Linked DNA regions of Mus musculus: region 2 is linked to region 1. A link is a contact called in public Hi-C data. All regions are on one chromosome and are shown on one strand. Each heading gives the region's core, a stretch centred on a gene start, on an enhancer-like site or on the middle of the called end of the contact. The rest is flanking DNA. Distances are from core to core; before and after follow the strand shown. Region 1 holds the start of Apba2 (amyloid beta (A4) precursor protein-binding, family A, member 2). Region 2 overlaps Apba2 (amyloid beta (A4) precursor protein-binding, family A, member 2).

What was found. A called contact is a pair of places that touch in the nucleus more often than the background predicts.
Region 2: a Hi-C map of cerebral cortex shows a contact between it and region 1, with 2.0 times the contacts expected there. The contact joins the enhancer-like site here to the promoter of Apba2 in region 1. A contact is called at or near these places in 2 of 39 promoter capture datasets (frontonasal cranial neural crest and liver), 1 of 484 Hi-C or Micro-C datasets (cerebral cortex), 3 of 115 datasets of contacts at active chromatin or transcription factors (craniofacial prominence, embryonic stem cells and neural progenitor cells) and 1 of 9 other capture datasets (liver).

The regions. Positions count from the first base shown.
Region 1 is chr7:64,499,010-64,506,557 of GRCm38.p6, forward strand. Apba2 (amyloid beta (A4) precursor protein-binding, family A, member 2) reads left to right here and starts at 3,129. Exons shown (of 15, transcript NM_001291166.1): 1 at 3,129-3,244.
Region 2 is chr7:64,542,447-64,549,994 of GRCm38.p6, forward strand. The region is part of intron 1 of Apba2 (amyloid beta (A4) precursor protein-binding, family A, member 2); the gene reads left to right. Among named protein-coding and RNA genes, the nearest start is that of Apba2, 44 kb to the left of the region's middle. Within about 2 kb of position 3,950, at least 5 of the 459 cell types and tissues checked have an H3K27ac peak or open chromatin away from gene starts, as enhancers often do. A contact at or near this core is called in cerebral cortex, where this site is marked.

The DNA.
Region 1 (7,548 bases), core at 1,879-4,378:
TGATTTCAGTGTTCAAATATTCCCAGTGCACATAGCTGTCCCCAATTCATGGGCACTAAAGCTGCTGATAGTCCCTTGCTTTATAGTGACCATGCTCCCAGCCCCTTTGCACATGAATACTATTCCTGTAGAAATGCACATGGAGATAGAAGTAGGTTAAAGGGCTTTCTGCCATTTAGGTGACAGCCTTCCAAAGCCCCGTGTGTTAAATATTTGTTCCCCAGTCTGGCAGGGTGAGGAGGTGGGGTTCAGAGGGAGGGAGTTAGATTATTAGAGGTGTGTCCTTCGAAGTGGGCTGCAAGTCCCCTGGTGATCAGCTTCTTCTGCAGTGTACTCCTGCCTCGGTGTCCTGTTTCAGCAGAGGTCAGGACCAAGGTCAACTGACCAGTGGACTGGAACCTCAGAGACTGAGCCTAAATAAACATCCCTTCTAAGAAGCTCTTTTTACAGATATTTGTTAAAAAAAGCTGAGGAATGCAAAATAATGGGCATGTGTGGTTTTAATAAGAGTGGTTGGATTTTCTTCCATAGATGTTGTGCACTTTATACTCCTGTGGCTTGTGAGGAGGTCTGCCAGCTTTCCCTTGACTTCTGGAACATACTGTGCTATTGACTCTGGAGTCTCTGACAGGTAAAAGCAATGACAGCTTAGTGTGGTTTCGGTTTTCTTTTTCTTTTTCTTTTTCTTTTGTGATGCTGGGGTGGATGCCAGGGTCTCATGTACTCTACAACGGTGTCCCATTGTGGAGCCACACTCCCAGCCCCTCGTATGTTTAATAGTTGTTTGTAAGCTGGTAGGATGGCTCAGCAATTAGAGGTGTCTGCAGCCAAGCCTGATGACCTGAATTTAATCCCCAGGATCACATGGTGGAAGGAGAGAACCAACTCCTGAAAGTTGTAATGACCTACACACACACACACACACACACACACACACACACACACTCATACACACACACACTCACATACATACACACTCAATACATACACACACTCACACACACACACTCATACACACACACTCATACACACACACTCATACACACACACACACACACACACTCATACACACACACACTCATACACACACTCACACACACTCATACACACACTCACACACACACTCATACACACACACTCATACACACACACTCATACACACACACACACTCATACACACACACACACTCATACACACACACACTCATACACACACACACACACTCACATACATACACACACTCACACACACTCATATACACACACACACTCATACACACACACTCACATACATACACACACTCACACACACACTCATACACACACACACACACTCACATACACACACACTCATACACACACACACACACTCACATACATACACACACTCACACACACACACACACACACACACACACACACACACACACACACACACTCATACACACACACCCTGAAAGGGTAATAGAAGTGCTAAGAGATTAAAAGTCGTTTGTATTTCCTTTCTTGTGAGTTGCCCATTTTATTTTTTAACTTGGGCAAGGTCCAGGTAGGGAGGTGGAGTGCTTGCTAGTGTGCACAATGTCCTGTGCCCTGCAGAGCAGACAGACACATCTGGATCTCACACTTAGCAGTCAGTGCAATGGAACAGTTTTGCATTTAGAGCTGAGCTGAACTTTTTGTCAGGGGGGTCAATAGAATATTTAAGGTGATGGACAACAAGCAAGAAGGAATGGTCAGCTCTAGGAGGAGGAAGAATGGCTCTAGGGTGGACCTATTTGGTCCCTGAGCTGCCAGAGCTGCTCTGCTATTGACTGGTGAGGTAGGGGTGGGGGGTGGGGTAATGGAGGGTGAAAGAGAGGGAGGCAGACAGGTCCCAGGCCTAGGAGGTCCTTACTAGGTCTGCCCCTGTATTCAGTTTTTCTCCAGGCCCTTCTCGGGGTCACCTCTGTCACTGTGGGCATCAGGAAGTTCTTTTCTCACCCCACTCACCCTCCTCTTCCTTTGGTGACATTCCTCTGATCTTCTGCCACCTGGCCTTCATCTCAGGCTAGGACTGAAGGAAGAGAGAGAGGAAGAGGGAGAACCAGGCCAATTGGAAGCATTTGGGGGCTGAAGTGGAGCCCCCCATTCCCTAAAACAGAGCACCCTGTGTGCCTTAAACCTGCAAGTTGCCACAAATGCATAGGGCTGAGTGAAAGGTCAAAGGTGACAATAAAGCCCAACGTTCAAGAATTTCAAGAGGTTTGTTTCTTACTGAGGGTAGCCAACTGGTTCTCATTGGGGGTATTAGAGGTTGGGGCCCTCTCCCTTCTGGACATCCCAGGCAACACAGGTATCAGAGACTCGGTGGTTATCAGGGACCGGGTGAGAAGACCTTGTGTGTGGTTATCAGGGACCGGGTGAGAAGACCTTGTGGCCAGAAGGCTTCTGGTGATTGACTGTGGGGAAGCAGGACAAGGCTTGCCCCTCAGGAAAGGCTTTCTGGGGCCACAATACCCTAGAGAGTCAAGGGATTCGGGCCGGCCGGGGCTCCGCATAGAGCGGAGCTGGCAGAGCAGGGCGCGGTCGCCGCAGCCCCTCAGCGCCGCACGCTCTCCGGAGCCCGCCAGGGGGCAGCGCGGCGTCAGGGGCAGGGTGCGGGCACCGGCAGCATCTCCTTCACCTGTTCTGCCTGCCCAGGACCAGACTGTTAAGGCTCCCCAACTGGCCGGTCCCAGCTCACTCCCAGGAACCTGTGTGCTCCTCAAGGGGCCACCGCGACTCGCGGAGCCTATCTCAGCCCGTATCCCAAGGACCCAGGTCCCAGGTGGGCTCGTCCGCTGTCCCCGCCGCTGTCCCCGCGCCGCACCCGGAGGCGCCGCGCTGGGCGCCGAAGCATCTTTGTCTGCGCTTTGCGCGGCCGCGCGGTCTTGAATCCCTTGATTCCCTAAGGTCTCTTTAGAAAGCGTTTCCACCCCGCGTGGCCGGGCGCAGGAGGAGCGGGGGCGGTCGGTGTGGCGGCGGATAGGGCGGTGCGGGTGCGGGTGCTCCCGGGCCGCGCCGCGTGCGCCCGGTAGAGGCGGCCCTGCGTGTCGTGCGCGGCGTCCGGGGCGCGCCCGCCGCTATCCAGCTTCCCGGGCTCATTAGCAGTCTCGGTGTGCGGCTCGGCGCGGGCTCACAAAGAGCTGCTGCGGCGCCCCGCTCTCGGCCTCGCCGACCCAGTCGGGGGCGGCGGCGCATCGCGCAACCCGCGCGGGCGCAGGTAAGTGGGGCCCGGGGCGCCAGAGTCTCCGCGGCAGCAGCCTGGGTTGCCCGGTTCCGCGTGGGGGGAGCCGGGGCGCAGTGGGGGGCGCGGATGCTGTGGTCCCAGCGCTCCCTTTCGGACCTTGTGGGGCTCTGGAGAGGCAGAGGGGCATCGTCGACAGAGCGGGCCACCGCTGGGACCGGGGGGTGCTACGGACCAGCGCCCCTCTCTCTCCGGACCCACCGGACCCTCCGAGCCACTGACCAGCGGCCGGGCGCGGCAGGGATCAGCTGGCCGCTAGGTTATCAGGGGCTTGCGAAGCGGCGGCGCGGGGCTACCTGGTGTGGCCAGAGGAGATGGTCACTCGTCTGGGTCCCCCTATTATTGCGTTGGGGGGGGGGTTGTCTAGAGGGGAGCTGCTTGGCACTGATTCCAAGTCCCGATGCTGGGCGGCAACTCGGGAGTTTGGGGTCGCTGCTGGGTTCGCTGCTTCCAGGCAACCGGTCTTTGATCTGTACCCCTCCCTCCCCTTTCCCTTTATAATGAGGCCCGGGGGAGAAACTCAGTTAAAAATTCCACACCCCGTATTCTCTGGGGGGATGCGGCGGGGACATGCCCCTTATCCTGGCTGCTTCCTCTTGGCAGGCAGAGCCCGGCAAGGGGACTTGGGTATGGAGGATGAAGGGGAACATTGATCCCAGCTTTTTTCAAGCCTTGTTTTCACAGGGAGCAGTATGGGCAGCAGGCCTCTATATGCCAAAGCTGTGGGTGAACTTCCCCTGAGTGCGGTAGGGATAGGAGCAGGTACCAGTGGGGCTCTGCAAGGGCTTGCCCTGGCTGTAGGCGCCTTAAATAAAGCCTACTAGTCTTAACTTAGAATTCAGTTATGGAAGACTTTTAATTCTTTAATATCTGTTTATTTGTATGTGACTTGACAGAGGCCAAACTTAAATTCGAATTTAAATAAAGCCAGCTCACTCAGGCCTTGTGCACGGTGAAGTTCTTAAACCTTGCTTGTTTTTCTTGGCCTTTCTTCATGTCTGAACTGATTTGTCCCGGTCCCCTTAGACCCCAAGACCCCTTCTTCCTTTATGGATATAGATTTGAGGAAGGATAGTGGTTTCGAAAACAAAGACCCGTAAGCTTTAAGGGTCCAAGTGAACAACTTTTTCTGAAGTACTGATCTGCAGGTGCCAAGAACCAATGGGCAGGCTCCCTTTGGGGCCCGGTCCCTCCAAAGAGGCAAGGATGGGGCTTTCCTGGACAGCAGCAATCTGAGGCAGGGGACTCAGGGCAGAGTGGCTGGGTGACTTTGTCCTGCACTCAGATTGCTGGGTGGTCATGGTGTGCTGCAGAGGGTCTCCTGAACTTTGGAGCTCTGGAACAGAGGGGTGAGTGACACAGACGAAGAACCTGCAGGGACTCCAAGCCACATGGAAGGGATTAGTGGGTCGTGGAACTGGCTATGAGCTGGAGGTACCAACACCTCTCCTTCCATGGCACCACCAAGTCCTTGTCCGCTTGTCCTTGGGACAGTCTCTGAGCTGGGTATAGCCATGTCCCCCCACCCCCAGCTTTTCTCATCTCTCGGGTGTCAGGCAGCAGTAGACTTACCCCACTGCTGCTTTTCCATGTCTGGGGTGCTGGGCCGCACTGAATCAGATGGTCTGTGAGTGGGTGTGAGCCTGAGTCTTTGTGCTGGAAGGGGCCGACATTGAGGACCATTCACTTCTGCTTGCCTTCTTCTTTCCCCTGTGAGGCAACCCCAGACCCAAGTGGTAGCTTGTTAACTAGTTGGCATAACACCCTTCTGTTTCTCTTCCTTCCTTCCTTCCTTCCTTCCTTCCTTCCTTCCTTCCTTCCTTCCTTCCTTTCTCTTTCTTTCTTTCTTTCTCTTCCTTTCTTTCTCTTCTTCTTCTTCTTCTTCTTCTTCTTCTTCTTCTTCTTCTTCTTCTTCTTCTTCTTCTTCCTCTTCCTCCTCCTCCTCCTCCTCTTCCCTCTCCCCCTCCTCCTCCTCCTCCTCCTTTTTTGAATAAAATATTAGTTTCACAGTAATAATTGGTAGGGATGGTCTGTGAAATGGAGGTGCATAAATGTCCAATTTGCCAACTGAGCTAAGAAATGCCAGATAAAAATAAAAGATAATTGTAAAAGACACCAATCACACCCCTGGAGGCTGAGAGGGAGTGTTGAAACACCTTGACTTTTCCTAGACAAAACTGAGGAACTCAGAGGAAAAAAGCATTTGATAGTAAGGCTAGCATCTACCAGGCTTTGTTTAGGTTGGGCACTGGTCACTGCGCCCTGTTGGAAAGGCAGAATGGGGGTAGGATCTACCTGACCACAGAGGAATCCTCAAGTCTTCAATTTACTGCTGCATCTTGTCTGTCCCCTGCTCTCATGAAGTTCAACAGGTGAGGGTCTCCACCGATACCACGTTCTTGACGATCCTAGGGACAGATGAGTGTGGAGGTTCTGAACAGCCTCACTGGCCTGGAGGGCCTTCCAAACCAAATGGCAGATACTTGCATATCCTGCCTGACAGCCTCCGTCCTTAGTATGGTGGCAGCCTGGGCCGTGTGCCCTCTTTTCCTGCTCCCGCCTCCTCTTCTTGCTGGTGATGAGGATTAGAGGCATGTAAGCCACTGGTGAGGAGTGGTGTGGCGGCTGGTTGGCAGGCAGGCATTTCTGACATAGGTTATACTTGGGATGCTGGCCCGGGGGCAGGGGCTAGAAGGGTGCTTACTCATTCCCTTGGAGGAAGATTAGGTGACAGCTAATCTGGGGGGGGGGCGGGGGGCTTCTCTCCTCCAGCTCCTCCTCTCTGATGCCCCACCCACCAGCTGGGCCAGGGCCAGCAGGAGTCTCCAGGCAGCCTGCTGGCTGAATCAGCAGCATTCATGGCTCCTCGCCTCTCCTGCAGCTGGTCCTCACTCTGTCCCTGTCCGGACATTCAAGGGAACACTAGGAGGACAGCACCCTCAAGGTCATGCTGTCAGGCTCTGTGAAACTTCACCCACTGGTGGATACAGATGGGTAGCCCTATCTAAGTAGGTTAGGCTTGACTGTGGATTTGTGACAGTTTTTTTTTTTTTTTTTTTTTTTTTTTTTTTTTTTTTTTTTTTGGTGGTTGTTGTTGGTTTTTGTATTTGTTTGTTTATGTGGCAGGGAACACACACATGCCACAGAGTAAAAGGCCAGAGGACAGCTTGTGGGAGTTACTGCTCTGCTTCGATCATAGGGGTTCTGGGGGTTGAATTCAGTTCATCAGGTTTGGCTGCAATGCCTTTACTCACAGAGAAAGCTGGTTCTGGGTTATACTTTTCGTGCTTGCCCTGAGGTTTCCTGGAGTTGAACTCTTGAGACTGGTCCACCTCAGTCAATTGGAGCAATGTTAGGCTCCTAAGTGGTCAGTGATTCCCCACTGTCCACTCCACCCACACCTACATCCTCTCGCAGCCTGATTTCTGTAGCTTTATTTCCCTAAGCACCATCCCTTGAAGCTGCCCAGCTCCTGGCAGACAGCCCCTGCCTGGTTTATCCTTGTTTTACCACCCACCCACTCTGCCACAGTCTTCCACCGTGGCCAAGCCGTAGTGTTCTTCCTTGATGACTCCAGCTAAGGTGGGCTCTTACCCTCTCATCCCTTGACCTCAAGTTGTTAGTCTTGTTTGTACCTCAGCATGGATTCCTGCTCTGTGGCCCCCTCAGATGCCTGCTTGGCTTGCTCTATGATTTATTCCATTGTCTGTTTATATACCAGCTCCCTGACCCCCCCCTCCATATGTTGGCTCTGCTTCCCGATTGTTAATGGAGCTAGTGTCTCTCCTTAGCACCCAAACCCATTGGCTCACTCATATATGCAGCACTCATTGTTTCTTGTCTGTCTCTTACTACTCAAATGTAAAGACCGTTCACTCCTGTATCCCTAGCGTCTAGAACTGTGCCTGGCACATGGCAGATCCTCGGTGCTATTGTGGGATGAATGGATGCCTGAACCCCAAGGGCGTTGTTATCTTTGCCTTTCCCTATAACTACGGCTGGAACCAAATGGTCTTCATATTTGGATCCTGATACCTAGTGCAGGATCTCGAGGTCAGGAGTAAAGCAGAGCCACAGTACTGGACCCTGCTAGCCTGCTTTTGATGGAGACTAGAAGAGAATGTGGTATAAGGCTCGTCCAGCTCATAGAATAGGCCTTCTGGCTTCCCACTGAAGGTTCTTTTGCATTTTTATTGGCTTAGATTGTCTGCAGTCAGGCAGCCCCCCCCACCTCGCCTCCCCAGCTACCAGAGTTAGCCTTTCTTGCTCTTACAGGTGCC
Region 2 (7,548 bases), core at 2,700-5,199, 44 kb after region 1:
GCTATGCCCTCTACCTCCTGGTTTGTCACCACCAAGAGGTAGCATGGGATAACTACTCAGTCACTTGTTAGTAAATTATTCTGCAGTTGAGTTCAACAGGTATTAATAGGGGCAAGACTATTCTTGGTTGTCAACTTTACTACATCTGGAATTAACTAAAATCAAGCAGCTGGTTTCACCTGTGAGGGATTTTTGTTTCTTATATAAATCATCTGAAGTAGAAAGACTCACTTTCAATCTGTATATTTTGAGCTGGAAGATCCATCTTTAACCTGGGCCACACCTTCTGTTGGCAGCCTATATAAAGGACACAGAAGAAGGAAGCTTGCTCTCTTTATCTGCTCTTGTGGGCAAGTCCATTCCTTCACTGGTATTAGAGTCTACTTCTGCAGTAATTCCAGTGTATTACTGAAGACCAGCTGAGACATCCAGTCTCATGAACTGAACAACTACTGGATTCTTGGACCTTCCATTGATAGATAGCCATTGTTGGGCTGCCTGGACCACAACCTGGAGGCCATTTGAATAAATCTCCTTTACCTGTCTGTCTGTCCATCTGTCCATCCATCTGTCTGTCCACCTATCCTCTTATCTATCTATCTATCTATCTATCTATCTATCTATCTATCTATCTATCTTTCTATCTATCTATAGCTCACGTTAAGTTGTATTTAACATTTGCAAATCAAGCAAGGTTAAGGTCATTTGTAGAGCCTTACTGTCTTTGCCTGTTCTGGGCATGCCTGGTCATCATTTTAAGTGAATGTGTCTTTATGATTTCTGTTGTTATTTCAGAACTTGAGAATAATTTCACCAGTTGCAGCATAAGACCACTTAAAGCTTAGTCTTTGTGTTTGGAGTTGAAACCTCTTTGGCATATTCTGCTCTGTGTCTAATGCTTGTTCTGGTCTAACATCTTGGTAAACAAGAGGCTCTATTCTCTTCTGGGCTTCAGGGACAGGGAATGGGTTCTATGTCACCCTCTAGGGGACACACACACACACACACACACACATACACACACACACAGATACCTTCCCCCCTCCCTCTATGAGGAAAGTCTTGAGAGGGTTCTTTAGAGAAATGGCAACTTTGGGAAAGATTTGGGGTTCCTATTATGTCTGGTCTGTGAATTACTTATTTACTTATGGTTACACTAAGATCAGAAGGATTGGAAATCCTCTAGGAGTTGCGGTTAGCAGTGTCTGGCATGCCATGGTTAGATGGGAGACAGAGGAGAGGCGGGGTCAGACTCTTGCTCCCTTCCAGTGCTCTCACGTCATGCTTTGTCATTTCGGACCTCAGCAGAGCAGCTCAGTCTCAAGCACGGGTTAGATTTGGCTGCAACCATATTAGGTCCCGTGAAAGGAAAACAGGTTTTGAAAGATCTGTATGTAGGAAAACACTTTGTACCTGAACACCAGCTCTGAGGCCTTGAAGCAGTTGCTTCAGTATGGGTAGAGCCTTTGGACCATCTGGGCCTTGGTTTCCCATGGTGTGTCTTCTTCTTCTTCTTCTTCTTCTTCTTCTTCTTCTTCTTCTTCTTCTTCTTCTTCTTCTTCTTCTTCTTCTTCTTCTTCTTCTCCCTCTCCCTCTCCCTCTCCCTCTCCCTCTCCCTCTCCCTCTCCCTCTCCTTCTTCTTCTTCTTCTTCTTCTTCTTCTTCTTCTTCTTCTTCTTCTTCTTCTTCTGGTCTCCCAGTCTCTCATTTGCTTCTGCCTTGCTAAGCTCTTGATGAGTGAGCTTGGAGTGGAGCCATGACACATGTACCATGTCCCTTTCTCTCTAAGTGGTATCCTAGTGCCTAGGAGGGCCTCAATGGTTGGGACTTGGCCACTGAGAAATTCATATCCTGAGGCTTGTTAGGTGCAGATGATCACTGGCATATGTTACAAGCTACCAATGTGCCTGTTCTCTATAATGCATATATACTATCTATAGACAGATACTCCATACCACAGACAGATACCCCACACTACAGATAATTCAAATCACAAGCACTCCATGCTGCAGACAGACCCTATATTATAGACATTTACCCTATACTACAGACAAATACCACAGACAAATACATTATACCTTAGACAAACCTTGTAGCATAGATATCCCATACCACAGATAAATATCACATACCACAGACAAGCACTCCATACCACAGATAAATATCCCATACCACAGATAAGATATTCTATACTAGCCGGGTATGGTGGCTCACACCTTTAATCCCAGCACTTGGGAGGCAGAGGCAGGCGAATTTCTGAGTTCGAGGCCAGCCTGGTCTACAGAGTGAGTTTCAGGACAGCCAGGGCTACACAGAGAAACTCTGTCTCAAAAAACCAAAAAAAAAAAGATATTCTATACTATGAACAAATACCCCGTACCACATACACACATCACACTTACACACACACACACACACACACACTTATTCTGTATCCCTAATAACACATCACACCCACATACTTGCATGCGCACATGTGCATGCATGGCACCTCACACCACACACCTTACCATTCTGTCATACACACAGACACACTCATATGTATCATGCCCACTCCACACTTAACAGACTATATTCCTTAATATGTATCAATATCACACCATATGTAGACACTGTAGCACATCCCGCACACATTCATGCACAGGCTCCAAGTGGATCCCGGGATGGAACTCAATCAAGGATGACTTTGCCAGCTGACTTTACGTGTTGTCCCCAAGTACTTTTGAGTGAAAAGAAGAATACCCCAAACCAGGGAGCACAAGCTGCCAAATGCAGATAGCAAGCTATCCTGCTGGCTCTGGACTGGGAAATCCTGCAGTTGGGAGAAGTTTGGGGTCCAGACAAAGGCTGGCATGGTCCCTGAGGCCTTCTGTGATGACCTCTCCCCTCCCTTCCCCTCCTCTCTTCCTCCCAATGAATATGGAGGAAGAAAGTGAAATTTCAAGGATTCTCATGAATCTTCTTCAGACTGAAGGGAAAGACCATGGCAGTGGGGAGCGTTAGAAACCCAGGGTCTGTTTGCACTGCCTTCTGGGAAAACTTAGCTCCATCTTCCAGCTTAGTGGATAGCTCACTAATTATGCCCATTCTTACACTTAGTCCCCTGAGTACCATATCACATAGGGTATTTTTAAAAATTAAGCTTTCTTTTCACCAGTTTTAGATTTGTAAAACAAAAAGCAAAAAAGCAAAACCCTAAGCATCAAGTTTCCAGTCCGCTGGCCATCTCCTCAGTGTATCCCTGGCTCTGCCTGCTCTTAGCATCTGACCTGGGCCACACTGGCCACACATGAGGCTGCATAGAACATGTCGCTATCTGCTTCTGTCCGTGGTGTATGTGGTGGCTCCCTTTGTGTGGCATTTGACAGAGTTGCGTGATTCGTCTAACTCATCTCTTTCATGCAAACACCTTTGTTTCATTAACTCACTCTTGTTTGAGGAACATCCCTTGTCACATCCTTTTTCATCTTTGCTTCCCGTGGCATGGGGAAAGGACCAGAAGTCCAGCTGTGGGGCTGGTGGGCTGGTGCAGAGAATGATGCTCACTGTATCCATTTGCCTCTCTGGTCTTAGCGCCTTCCCTGTGTTCCTCTGGGGAGCCTAGCACAGCTGGTCGCTGTTTAGGCTCCCTTGTGATGCACCAGAGCTTCCCCAGTTCCCTCCCTCAGCAAAGCAGACCCCCACAGTGATGGCGACAGCGGAGTGGTTTGTAGTACCTTCAGGAGGGTGCAGATGACCCTAAGAGCCTCATGAGCATAGGCCATCTCCATGACTCATCCCACAGCATTGCAAGAGGTGCGAGGTGCCTGTGTCCATTCCCTGGGTGAGGGAATTGAAACAGAGAGCTTAAGAGAAGAGGCATCCCTAGGATCACAGAGCCCAGGAAGTGGCAGAGCTGGGACTTACACGTAGGCTCCAGAGCTGCTTCTCTGCTCAAGAGTGACCAGTGGCCCACTGCAATGGTAGCTGGCATATGAGGCATGGCCCATACATTGTGGGAGAGAAGACAGGAGCAATGCTGATGTAATATGCCCCTCCCCCTTGTGTTTATATGTTCAGGACATTGAGGATCCTAAATGGGAGACATAGGGACTAGGCCTCCTGGCTGGGAGGTGCCCCTTTGCCCACTCCTTATCCTTCTTGGATCCTTGGTTTCTTTTGTTTGAGAACATTCTGGTGGGATGGAGTGTTTTCTGTCTTTTTTTTTTTGAGTTATGAATGGGTGAGTGGGTGAATGAGTGGGCATGGGTGCCTGGAGGCTGGAGAGGACCAGGCATTAGAAAGGGAAGCGGGGCAGTAGCCGTTGCCAGCTCTGCTGCCCCATGATGGAGCACGAACGGGTGACAATGCTATATTCCTCTCGTGGCTGCTGTCACTGCCCAGAGGGAAGCACGGTCTCCCATATCCCAGGAGTCCCATGTCATTTTCATGTCCCCGTTCCTGCCAGCTCACTGTGAGGATGAATAGACACGGGGTGGGAGGGGATTTTAGAGATTTTTCAGCCCCTCTCTTTGTTGAAACAGGAAATAGCCTGGGTGTGGGTGGCTCTGAGGAACAGGCTGTCTTCCTCACCCTTCAGGGAAGCTTGGCCTGTAGCATTTGGCTACGGTGATTCAGAGAGCAGAACCCTCGCCAGCGCTCAGGACCAGCTCCTGTGCAGGAACAGATCCTGGGGGCCTGTAAGGAGGTCGAGGAAGCTTTGGCTGCACCACCAAGATGTAGCTTATGGCTGCACTTCCAAGTCACACTCAAGGTTTCTGACTTATCTTGTCCCAGTGCTGGGACATAGGAGGGTTTGAGCATTCATAAGTAAGTACATCTCGGGGGTGTGTGTATTGAGTTGTGAGTGAAGCCTCCCAGATTCTGAAGTTGGGTCACTCAAGAAAACATTGATTTTTCTGAACTCTCAGTTCAGGGGCCAAGCCTGTCACTGAGTCCACAGTCCCTGGGTCAGCATCAAGTCCAGTTGTAAGTGTTGGGATGCATACCAAGGGACACAGCAGATGAAGACAGAGGACTTCTGCCCCGGTGCGTGAGGACAGTGGCAGATACTGACCTTGCTGTCAGACGTGCGCAGGGATAGGTGGGCGGGGCACAAGCGGCATCCACAGCACCCCCCCCCCCCCAGGAGGCCAGCCATGCTGGTACTCACCAGAAGCTGACCTGGTGGGGCTGAGGAATGACAGTGATCCCATGGGACTGGGACAAGATAAAGGCCAGGGGGTATGGAGAAAGACAGGTCTTTCCAAACAGTCTGAGGACTTGCTCTGGAAGGCAGTTGGGGTGCATCAGAGGAGGACGAGACCTCACGTCTGGTTGCTGTTTTACTAACAGTTTAAGGAGTTATAATTCACATATCTCCCTGAGGTTCGTCCCTTAAGGTATCTGATCCAGTGTTTTTAAATGTCTTCATGACTTTCACCATTGACCTCTACTGAATGAAAAAGAAAGAAATAAAAAGGAAAGGAAAGGATATGACTATTCCTAGGTGTATGGTGGAGGAGAAAGTTTATTATAGATATGTGGGAGAGCATAGCCAGAGGCAGACACATCTGGGAGAGTCCAGCATGGACATGAATGGACTGACTTGGGTCATGTGAGGAGATGGGTGAGGAGAAGGGAGAGAGAGGAACCAGGTAGCAGCAGGGAGACCAAAAGGTACAAAGAGGATGGACAAATAAAATGGCTGCATTATATAGGGAAGGGGAGGTGGGAGAAGGGCATCCCAGTCCCTGGGCTAGAGAAGTTTAGGATAGGGGGCAGGGTATGCCAATCTGAGGGCCCTGTAACAGGTTGGGACTGAAGGATGAAGGGAGAACTTGGTGGCCAGGTCTGCTTTGATATATTAAATAGGCACCTCAGCCATTTGTCCCAAGTCTGAAACCTAATGTCTGCATGTGTCCATTTCAGTTACTCCCCCATCTAATGCTGTGCTGTCTTTAATTAAGTGTTTGGTGTGCATTATCCCAGATAGGCCTGTGATTGTCCTGCTTGTACAGAGAGCATTGGTTTGTATTGATGGATACATCCTAGAAGCCAGGCAGAATGGACTGGGCTAGAGGTAGAAGCTCAAGACTGGGAGATGCAAGCTAGGGTAGGAGGTTGAGGCCAAGGTCCATGATGGAGGCCAGGGTGGGGTTGGAAAGGTTGTGGAAGAAGAGTCCATTTGAAGCTAGAGCCTGCTAACTCAGGAGGAAGGGCATCTAGAGGGACCTTAGATGGGTAGTGTAGCTGGGAGAGGGAGACTGTGGTTGGAGCAGGGTCCTGTAAAGGGAGGTGGTGCCCACCTTGCACCACTGAAAGGCAGTTGCCTGTAGATGTGCCTTGGGGAGTTGGTTAGGTGTGAACTCAGAGAGTGTGCAGCTGTCAGCTTAGATGAGCGCTGTTTGGTCCATGGTCTTGTAGTAGATGCACTGAGGTATGGAAGTGCCTCTCAGTCTCAGGGCCTCAGCTCCCAGCGATGGGTGAGGCCATGAGGAAGATGTAAGCCAGTGGTTTGAGGGTTCGCCATGTCTAATCTTCACGTGTCTGAGAAGCCACACAGGTGTCAGATTACTCTCAAATGTCCCCCAAATCTTCATCTGTCCAGTGCAGAGCACTTCATTCAACACACAGAGATATATAGCTCCTTTGGAGACTTTGTGCAAAACTTGTGACATTTCTCTGGCTTTTCTGCCCCTTTGATCATCTTGAAGATGTTTTTAGAAAAGGAGAATCTTCCTGTTGGTATAAAACAAAGCCCTCCTCTTCTCAAGTGCTGACAAAGCAGAAAAAGTGTGACTGCAGCCTCACGATGACCATGGATGTTCACTGAGCCCAGGTTGCTCCCAGCACATGGCGATACGCAGAGAGCTTGCGGGGCCCTAACTCCACTGGGACTTAGCTATGAGATGTGGAGCCAGTGACTGGCTGGTGTGACAGGACAGAATGAGACTAGAATTCCCTCAGGCCTGTCACTCTGTTCTGGCCTCCCTCAGGGGAGGCTCTGTCACTGCCAGCTCTCCTCATTGCAGGTCAGCCTGGAACTCTCCCAGAGGTAGATCCTCCCAGGCTGAAGTTTCAGGGGGCAGGCCATGCATCAGAATGAGTCTCCACCAGGGTCCTGGCCCCCTTCCCTGTGTGCCCCTCCTCACTCTCTGTGGAGAGGGGTTCATGCCCCTCCCACTCCATACTCTAAGGCATTCAGGGCTCTAGGTCAACACTTTCTTAAGTGGTCTGAGCAGTTTTGCCCCTGGTGCTTGTATAGGTGGTTCTGCCATCTTCAAAGCTTTTGGGACAAGGCCAGAGAGCAGCTGCCCATAAGGAGGGTGAGGGTGGAGGTTGTTCCCAAAACATGTCTGGCTTCCATGACTATTTGAAAGGGACCAGGACATTTTGAAGAGTTGAGAGCTGTTGATTTGAGAGCTTGGGATAGAGAGCAATTCCCCCCTCTCCAGTGAGGAGACACAGACATGGCTACAGTCAGTAAAAGGTGGGTATAGGTTGGGGCTGGTGTCAGGGGGAAGCACTAAGCTGAGCTGGGTAGGGAAGGCTGGGGGCATATTGTAGA